Regions from separate parts of the Ovis aries genome. Here region 2 is linked to region 1. The links are chromatin contacts, called in public Hi-C maps. All regions are on one chromosome and are shown on one strand. Each heading gives the region's core, a stretch centred on a gene start, on an enhancer-like site or on the middle of the called end of the contact. The rest is flanking DNA. Distances are from core to core; before and after follow the strand shown.

What was found. Hi-C and Micro-C count contacts between places; a contact is called where the count stands out from the background.
Region 2: a Hi-C map of liver shows a contact between it and region 1, with 6 times the contacts expected there. The contact joins the enhancer-like site here to the promoter of NHEJ1 in region 1. A contact is called at or near these places in 13 of 16 Hi-C or Micro-C datasets (blood, hypothalamus, liver and 7 more).

What each region holds. Positions count from the first base shown.
Region 1 is chr2:221,111,259-221,116,166 of ARS-UI_Ramb_v3.0, reverse strand. It overlaps NHEJ1 (non-homologous end joining factor 1), which reads left to right and starts at 1,646. Exons shown (of 8, transcript XM_012146435.4): 1 at 1,646-1,725; 2 at 4,806-4,908. The coding sequence starts at 4,897. SLC23A3 (solute carrier family 23 member 3) reads left to right here. Exons shown (of 12, transcript XM_042244257.2): 12 at 1-781. The coding sequence ends at 233.
Region 2 is chr2:221,240,341-221,245,009 of ARS-UI_Ramb_v3.0, reverse strand. PTPRN (protein tyrosine phosphatase receptor type N) reads left to right here. Exons shown (of 23, transcript XM_042244271.1): 13 at 1-94; 14 at 508-708; 15 at 809-956; 16 at 1,108-1,181; 17 at 1,390-1,467; 18 at 1,590-1,709; 19 at 2,929-3,095. Among named protein-coding and RNA genes, the nearest start is that of PTPRN, 13 kb to the left of the region's middle. Within about 2 kb of position 3,044, at least 22 of the 54 cell types and tissues checked have an H3K27ac peak or open chromatin away from gene starts, as enhancers often do. A contact at or near this core is called in hypothalamus and liver, where this site is marked.

The sequences.
Region 1 (4,908 bases), core at 397-2,896:
GAAAGGCTCGGATGCCTCAGAAGTCCAGGGAGAAGGCAGATAAAGAGTACGAGCTTCCTTTCTCCATCCAAAACCTGTGTCCCTGCATTCCCCAACCCCTCCGTTGCCTCTGCCCGCTGCCCCAAGACTCTGGGAATGAGGAAAGAGGGCCCGCTGAGCCCAGAGAGACAGCTGACTTGCTGCCTGACTTTGGGGACCAGTGCCCTCAGCCTAGCAGAGGACAGTCCCAGTAATTACCAGGACTCCTACTCTAGTTAGTTTAGTCCTAACTCCCAGCTTGCTGAAGAACCAGATCACAGGCTCCACTTTTTCCCGGGGAGAGGATGTGTGTGTGTATCTCACATGGGCCCCCCAAAAATCTCACTTCCCAATAGGTGTGTTTGCCTTTTCCTTTCTTAGTTAGGCCTGTTCCAGAGCAGGGGCTGTGAATGAATGAGTGATATTTTGCCTGTGAATGATCTATACTCGAACCCTAGCATTCACTTAACTGATATTTATTATCTCCTATGTGTAAGGTCCTGGAAATATAGATATGGATAAGACAGGGTCCCTCCCCTCTCAAATACTTATGATTTAAAAAGACATGTAATTACTGGACTTCCCTGGAAGTCCAAGCTTCCAGTGCAAAGGGTGTGGATTCCATCCCTGGTTGGGGAACTACTAAGATCCAGTAAGCTTTGTGGTACATCAAAAAAACAACAACAATAAAAAACATGTAATTACTAACTAAAATCCAAAGTGGAAGTCAGTCTTCAATAAAGATTAAAAGAATGCTATGGGAGCAAAGAGTAAGAAACAATGAATTCTGATTGGGGATAGTGGGAAAGACTTTACATAGAAGCAGCACTGGGGCTGGCCTTAACAAGAGGACTTTGGGTTGTGGAACATGGATGAGAATTTTTCAGACTTGGGTGTCCAGATGGAGCAAAACTGTAAGTTACACAAGGTACAAGATGAGTTGGATTGGTGATGGAGCATACGTATGGTGGTGGATGGAGGGAGAAAGCAGGCAGGAAGGTACAAGACAAGGTCAGACCAGGGGAGGTATGCCTGGGAGACTCATCTCTTAAACAACCAGAGTGCTGGTGGGACCCAAGAGAGAATATCTAGTGACGTTCAATCCCCTCATTTTATTTAAAAATAAAACAACAAAAAAGACACGTAGGGTAGGGAAATTTGACTTTCGGTTTTTCAACAAATTCAAATTCGTGGTCCTTCTTCCTGCATTTCGTCTGGCATTCTTTCTACTCTGCCAGGGCAACTCTGCTGTGCTGAGCTTAGTTGCTTAGTCGTGTCCGATTCTTTGCGACTCTATGGATTGTATCCAGCCAGGCTCCTCTGTCCATGGGGATTCTCCAGGCAAGGATACAGGAGTCGGTTGCCATGCCCTCCTCCAGGGGATGCATCTTCCCAACCCTGGTATCCCGCATTGCAGGCGAATTCTTTACTATCTGAGCCTCCAGGGACGCAGGGCAACTCTAAAGTGCGCCTTTTTCCTTCTACCCACCTACCAGGGCCCCGGTAGCCCTCCGGCTCCGAGCACTCCAGTTATCAGCTCCCGGGGCCCAGATGCCCCGCCCACATCAGGCCTGGGCTCCGCCCCAGTGTCCCAAGACCCCACCTCCCTGTAGTGGGGGTGGGAAATGCTTCTACTCTAGGCCTTTTCGTTGGCGCGGGCGGGCCAGCCTGCCGCGGGGAGGGTGAGAGCTCTCTCGGCCGCTCACGGTAGGTGGGGTCGAGCTGTAATCCGGGCCAGGGCCAGGGCTAGGCAGCGAAAGACATCTCGGGCCCTGCGGGCTGGTCCTGGCAATAGCGCCTCCTCCCCCCAAGTGTCCTGCCAGGAGGGACCCGCGCGCGGCCAAGGTTCTGGGCCAGGCCTCCGGGGATGGGCGGGGGTGGTGGTGGCAGGGGCCGCGCGTGCGCAGCTCGCCTCCCGGCCGCGGGGCGGGGTTTGTGGAGGTACTCCCAGCCGGCAACTTGCTGCGATGAAGCAGCCGGTTTTTGGCCTTGTTGCCGCTTGGGGAGTCCGGAGCCGCGCCTCAAGCAGCCGGCTCTGTAAAAATAGAAACACGGACTGGAAGGCCTTTCTCGCGAGGGCGAATGGAAACTGGCTGCCACCAGGCGGGGCTCCTGGGGTGGGGCTGTGGTAAAGGGAGGGAGGGTCCGCCCTCTCCCAGAGGGATGAGGCGGGGCAGAGTCTAGCCCGGACAGTCTTTGGCGTTCTGCTGTCCTCTGCAGGATGGCGGAGGAACTGCGCCTAGAGGGCTCATCCCGACTCGCTTTAGGCAACCCCACTCCGCTGTTGGCACTCCGCTGTTGGCCCTCCACACTTCCCCTCCCTTCATTCAGTAATTGTAACAGGTGTACATTTGACTTCCCTCAAAGCTCAGTGACACGACTGAGCGACTTCACTTTCACTTTTGAGAAGGAAATGGCAACCCACTCCAGTGTTCTTGCCTGGAGAATCCCAGGGACGGGGGAGCCTGGTGGGCTGCCGTCTATGGGGTCGCACAGAGTCGGGCAGGACTGAAGCGACTTAGCAGCAGCAGCATAGCTCAGTAGGTAAAGAATCTACCTGCAATGCTGGAGACCCGGGTTCGACTCCTGGGTCGGGAGGATCCCCTGGAGAAGGAAATAGCAACCCACTCCAGTATTCTTGCCTGGAGAATCCCGTGGACAGAGGAGCCTGGCAGGCTACAGACCCTGGGGTCGCAAGAGTTGGACACGACTTAGCAACTAAACCACCACCACCACACTTGAAGCTAATATAATATTGTAAATCAGCTATACTTCAATAAAAAATTATTAGAAGAAAAGAAAAGAAAAATAAACGGGTGAATCTGGTTAATGTGAAGTCATCCTGGAAGGAAATAAGAAAAAGCTGAGATATAGATCTCAGAACTGGACGTGTGTGGTGAGAGCAGCTTACTCTAGGTGTGGTGCTGAATTTCTCAAACCTTTTTGGGGGGCTTTTTGACCCCCCCAGCTGCATTTTAAACTCCTCCCCCACCCACAAAACACCATACAGTGTGAGGGTCTTGAGCATCCAGGCTTTCTAAAGTGACAGGCTCAGATAATCAGCCCAATTTTGATGACTGACAGGCTCAGATAATCAGCCCAATTTTGATGACTGAGAATGCACACTGGGGTGTGTCTAGAAAGGAGAGAAGGGCTTGGTGACTTGCTGTTTGTGACATACTTGAGGTTTGTGATCTTGGGCAAAGTGGGACTCTGGTCTGGTGAGGACTGGCTTCATCATTCCCAGATCTTCCCCTCTGAGTAGGAATAGCAGGGGAACTGTGACTGAAATACCATCCTCCAGACAGAAGGTTTTGAGGCTGCAGATAAAAGTCACAATATATGCATTTCTATTTCACCTGCCTAGTGACTGTACAAATTATGTTACAAGGCTGCACTAGGTTATGGTTGGAAGAATAATGGCTTAGATTGAGATGAAAATGACTGGAAGAATGGAGCCATGTTAACCATATTAATGAAATCCAAGGATTTTCATTGTTTTCTTTATATTCTTAAAGATCTGCCTCCCCCAACTTCAGTTTGTATTTATAGACTTTCATTATATCACTTTTTTTTTAACCCACAGGAAAAATGATCAAACTGCCTGTAAAGTAGCCACAGTTACTGAACATCTGTTAGGTTGAGGCTACACATTTAGTTATTGAAGCGGAAAGGCTGGCTTCCAGGATGTTCAGCAGGGCATGATATTGATGGCAGTGCCTTGGGTAGGGAGGTAGGCGATGAGGGAAGTGGAGTTATTTCATGGTCTCTACTTTTGCTATGTTCTGTATCTTATATTGACTTCTTAGTCATTCAGGGTCTTTTTGAAATGGAGTTGGGGCTTTTCTCTTTGCTTCTGGACATGGAGTTATTAGCTCTTTATTTGACCATAACTGTGGACCTCTTCCCTCCAAATGGGTATATGCATGTATGCACAAAGTTCACGTATAATTCCAGAGAACTTACATGCATTGACTCTAGATTAAGAATCCCTGAGAATGTATCTATATTTAGGGAAAAATGTATTTAGAGGACATATAAGTGTATATATATGCATATAGTAATTTATGTAATATATAGATATATGTTTAGTGAATATACACACCTCTAGTATTCTTGCTTGGAGAATCCCCACTGACAGAGGAGCCTGGCAGGCTATAGTCAGTCCATAGGGTCGAAGAGTCAGACACGACTGAGCAACTAAACACACACACACACACACACACACACATATTTAAAATTCTGAGAGCTTCCAGAGTTTTGTTTTTAGATAATGATCAAATAATTCGAGTTTCCTGCTTATGACACTTACGATGTTTTATAAAAAAGAACAATTTCTTCTCTTTTAGGAATTCTGGGAAAGGATAGCACTGACATTTATTAGGAATGTGATAAAGATGCGATCTTTATCACTGCCATCAATGATATCATGCCCTGCTGAACATCCTGGAAGCCAACCTTTCCACTTCAATAACTAAATGTGTAGCCTCAACCTAACAGATGTTCAGTAACTATGGCTACTTTACAGGCAGTTTGATCATTTTTCCTGTGGGTTAAAATGGTGTAGGTTTCCACAGTTTTACCATTGGAAAGCAGAAATTCTAGTACCCGTTTATTGAGGCTTAAATGCCATTGAAGAAGGAGATATTTTACATCCTCTAGGAATTTAATATGAGGAAAAAACCGTCAAAATTCTAGATAGAATTTTAGTGATGCTCAGCTTATTACATACCAGGAGGGTGGAGGAGAGGGGGAAGAAAGTAAATCCATTCCTTTTGTTTTCGTAGGATTTTCACGAAGCATATTTGATACAGAACTGTTTGGTGTCAGACCTGCAGGACCCTGGAGGCACTTTGCTAAATTAAGACTCTGCTGCAGATGGAGGAACTG
Region 2 (4,669 bases), core at 1,795-4,294, 130 kb before region 1:
GTGTGTGCGGCAGCATGCACGACAGCGGGACAAGGAGCGCCTGGCTGCCCTGGGACCCGAGGGGGCCCATGGTGACACTACCTTTGAGTACCAGGTGTGCAGCCCCAGAAGCTTGTTGATGAAAGGGAATGGAAGGGGCTCAGGAGTCTGGGTCTCATGTAAGATGAGGGCAGGGAGTTGGGTATCCAGGCACGGGCTGGAGAAGCCCCAGAAGGGGTGTCGTGGAGGCATTTTGAATGGATGGGAATTGAGGACAGGTGGTTCCTGTTCCCCAATGGTTCCCCAGTACCACCATTTAGGGGGTTCTGGATTCTGCTCTGTACTATCTGAGGTTGTCATGGGCCACACCCAAGCAGAACAGCCCTGGAAGGGATGAGACCCAGGGCAGAAGACCCCACCCCAGAGGAGCAATCCAGGACCATCCTAAGGACTCTGTTGAATTGAGTCCAGAACTCTGTTGAAAAGGCTTCAGGAGAACATGGATCCTGCCCTGTCTTTCTTCTGCAGGATCTATGCCGCCAGCATATGGCTACAAAGTCCCTGTTCAACCGGGCGGAGGGTCCACCTGAGCCTTCTCGGGTGAGCAGCGTGTCCTCACAGTTCAGCGATGCCGCCCAGGCCAGCCCCAGCTCCCACAGCAGCACCCCGTCCTGGTGTGAGGAGCCCGCCCAAGCCAACATGGACATCTCCACAGGACACATGATTCTGGTCAGGATGGGGCATGGGCCCAGATGCGGGGAGGGGTCCAAGTGGTGGGAGGGGCAAGGCTGGCAGTGGGGGCCGGCGCCAGGCTGTGGTGTCCCTGCAGGCCTACATGGAGGACCACCTTCGGAACAGGGACCGCCTGGCCAAGGAGTGGCAGGCCCTGTGTGCCTACCAAGCGGAGCCCAACACCTGTGCCACCGCCCAGGGCGAGGGCAACATCAAAAAGAACCGCCACCCTGACTTCCTTCCCTGTGAGTTAGTCTTGCTGGCCCAGCCTTCTGTCTGCTGGGAGTCCGGAGGGCTTGGGGTAGGGGCTGGGCTCCTGGCTCAGGCTGAGTGGCAGAAGTGCCAGGACCCCAGTGACTGGAGGGGTTTCTGGGGTGGGGTGTGGGGTCTGTGCAGATGACCATGCTCGCATCAAGCTGAAGGTGGAGAGCAGCCCTTCTCGGAGCGATTACATCAATGCCAGCCCCATTGTGAGTGGCTCCTATCTCCTCCCCATTTTCATCCTGCCCCCATAGACTCCATTTCCTCCTCCACAAGGCCCTGGAATTGTGGGCCTGATATCCGGCATGGAAATGGGAATTCTGAGGGTCCCCCAGACCCTGGCCTGCTCCCTTTGACCAGACCTCTCCATAATGGCATTTCCTATTCTGGTTCATGATGTATTTTCCCTGCCCACAGATTGAGCACGACCCTCGGATGCCAGCCTACATAGCCACACAGGGCCCGCTGTCGCATACCATTGCAGACTTCTGGCAGGTGGGCTTTTGGAGGGAGGGTGTCTCCAGGGACTGGGGTCCCTTGTGGGCAGCCAGGGCCAACCAGGTCCCAGGGAGGTTAGAGTGGAGCTTACCTGGGTGCTAGACATCATCTGTCCCTAGATGGTGTGGGAGAGTGGCTGCACTGTCATCGTCATGCTGACCCCGCTGGTGGAGGATGGTGTCAAGCAGTGTGATCGCTACTGGCCGGACGAGGGCTCCTCCCTCTACCACGTATATGAGGTCAGCAAACCCCATGGCCAGGAGACACTGGGGGTGGGGACAGTGGGCGGTGCACAGTTCATGCATGTGCAACTGTGTGTGTATATAAGCATCCATGTGTCATACATATTCACACATGCTGTGCCGTGGTGTTCTTACTCACTCAGTCATGTCCAACTCTTTGAGACCCCATGGACTGTAGCCTGCCAGGCTCCTCTGTCCTGGGGATTCTCCAGGCAAGAATAGTGGAGTGGGTTGCCATGCGCTTCTCCAGGGAAATCTTCCTAACCCAAGAATTGAATCCAGGTCTCCTGAGTTGCAGGTGGATTCTTTATTGTCTGAGCCACCAGGAAAGCATTCGCATACATACATATATGCATATACATGTGTGTATGTGTGTGTCCAGTCTAGGGCTGAAAAGCACTTGTAGGGACCTGTGATGAAAGGTACAGATATAAAACTATAAAGCCACTGAAACTAAGGTAAGAAGCTAAGAGCCAGGAGTACAGTTTTGAGACAGGGAAGATAAGTATACTCGAAGACCAAGACTTAATCCTACTTTTATTGAGTCTAGTTTAGATCTGAGTTTCCTGGAGGCCAAAGCAAAGAAAAAAATGCTGCCAATCACACATGTTGCTTATGAAAAAATAGAAAAACACTGGGGGGTCTGGGCAGAGACAAAGTAGAGGAAGGAGAAACATTCCTGACCAATGGGAAGTGACCCCCTCTCCCCCTTAAAACAGATGTTATTTGCACAATAGAAGCTTCTTATCTCTAAATGAGCTCTGGATAACAAATTTTCAGCATTAGATGAGCATACAATACTTTTTCTTTTTAAGCTTTAAAAATTGGTCCCGCTTGGGGTTAAAGAAAAAATCAAATGAAAATACAAAATTTTATCAAAGTTTATGGTGTGTGTGTAGCACAGACACTGTGCTAGTCTTTGCGCAAAAAGAGGAAGGAGAAACTGATTCCAGGAAACACACAGGACTTCCCGGAGGGCCCAATGGTTAAGAATCCGAGCTGCCACTGCAGGGGGCACGGGTTCGATCCCTAGTCGGGGAGCTAGGCTCCCGCTGTGTCTAGATGGAGAAGCCGCCAGTTGTCCTGAGCAATCCATAAGTGACACAGATGGCTAGGGTTCCTGGGGACAGTTGAGTGAGCTTCTTGACTGTCCTGGGAGGCCGGGAGGATTTGGAGAGGCCCTGCCGCGCTCAGGCCTGCGCCCCCACTCTCGCAGGTGAACCTGGTGTCGGAGCACATCTGGTGCGAGGATTTCCTAGTGCGGAGCTTCTACCTGAAGAACGTGCAGACCCAGGAGACGCGCACGCTCACGCAGTTCCACTTCCTCAGCTGGCCGGCAGAGGGCACCCCGGCCTCCACCCGGCCCCTCCTGGACTTCCGCAGGTAAGCGGGCACCCCTGGGCGGTGGGGCGGCCCGAAGAAGGCTCCCAGAAGCCCGGGAGAGAGCAGCCCAGGAGCAAGGGGGCCGGGAGCCGGGCTCTGGAGCCTCCCCGCAGCCCATCAGCTCCTCCTGGGGCCCCTGGTCAGGAGAGGCAGGCCCTCTCGCCCGACCTGGAGCCTCAGCTTCTGGTCCGCTGGTGCCCCCTTCTAGACACCCCCAAACCAGGACTGACTCTGACCTCCCGGCATCCCCTTCTGGACACCACCCCCCAAACCAGGACTGACGCCCTGTCTCGCTGTGCCCATCCGTCCACTGCTGTGGTCCAGCTCCTGACTGCTTGCTCTCTCTGCTGTCTGGCTGCCTCTTCCCTCTCTCTTGGCCTCTTTTTCTATCTCCCACTCTTCCTCCATAACCTTCTTCTCCCTCCGCCCCCCTATACCCTGAAAGGCTCATCTTGTTTGTAGCCGCCTCCCTCTCTCCTCTCTTCCTCCTTGGTCCTTGCTGTCTATTTCCTCCTGTCCTGTTTCCTGGTGCCCAGTCTCTATGTCTGCTGTCCCCTTGCTTTCTCTCACTAACCCTTGCCTTCCCTCTTCTTTACCCTCTGTGTCTCTTTGCCTCTATTTTTATTTCTTTCCCTCTTTCCCTCCCTTCCTTCCCACTTTTCTCGCCTCCACCCTCCCTCTCCCCCTCAGCTCTCTCCCATGGTTCTCACTCCCCCACTCCATCGACAGTTCCCCCCTCTGCACCCCTCCCTGTTCGGTCTCTCAGCTGTTTCCTCCACCTCCCTCCCATCTCTGCCTATTTACTCTGCCTCTCTTTGTCTCTCTCCCCGCTCCTCTCTCTCTTTCTCTACATGTCTCTGTCTCTCCGTTGCTGTCTGTCTCCCCTCTCTGTCTCCTCCCTCTTCTCTCTCTCTCACGGCTGCCAGCGTCATTTTTGTGATCTGCAGCTAGTATTCTCACTCCAGTTGCATAGTCACAAAAGTGATCACTGGCAGGTGTGGCCGCTGCATGGATGGGACATGAGGACGTGTGGCCCAGGGACCACCCTGAAGGGCGCTGGGAGAGCTGGGGCTGGGGAGATTCAGGGAAGGGACAAATGCTATCAAAGGGAGTGGGGGGGATCTCTGGACTCTTGGGGACTCATGGAACCAGGTGGGGGCTGGGACAGGAAACCAACAGGGGGACTTGCCCTCTTCAGATGCTAAAACCATGTCCAGGCCTCCAGAGTCCCCTGCCTTCCCTCCACAGATTGGTGGCTGAGAAGTCTGCTGCCATGGCAGGGACCTCACCCACACTGCAGCTTCCTTCTGCTTCTCTGCCCCTTGCCAGGCCAGTCTGAGGTCTCTAGGTGCTGGGCAGAAAGCAGAGGAACAGAACTGGGGTGGGAACCTGGGGGTAGTTTCTGACCCTCAGGACAATGGTTTCTAACTGGGGTCCATGCAACCTGAGGTACCGGCTTCTTGAAGGTGCCATCAGGGGTATCAGGGGTATTTTTTGTTTTCCATATTTAAAAATCTTTATAAAATGAGTGCATGGACCTATTTTAAGACTGCACAGGTAAGCGAAAAGGTTAT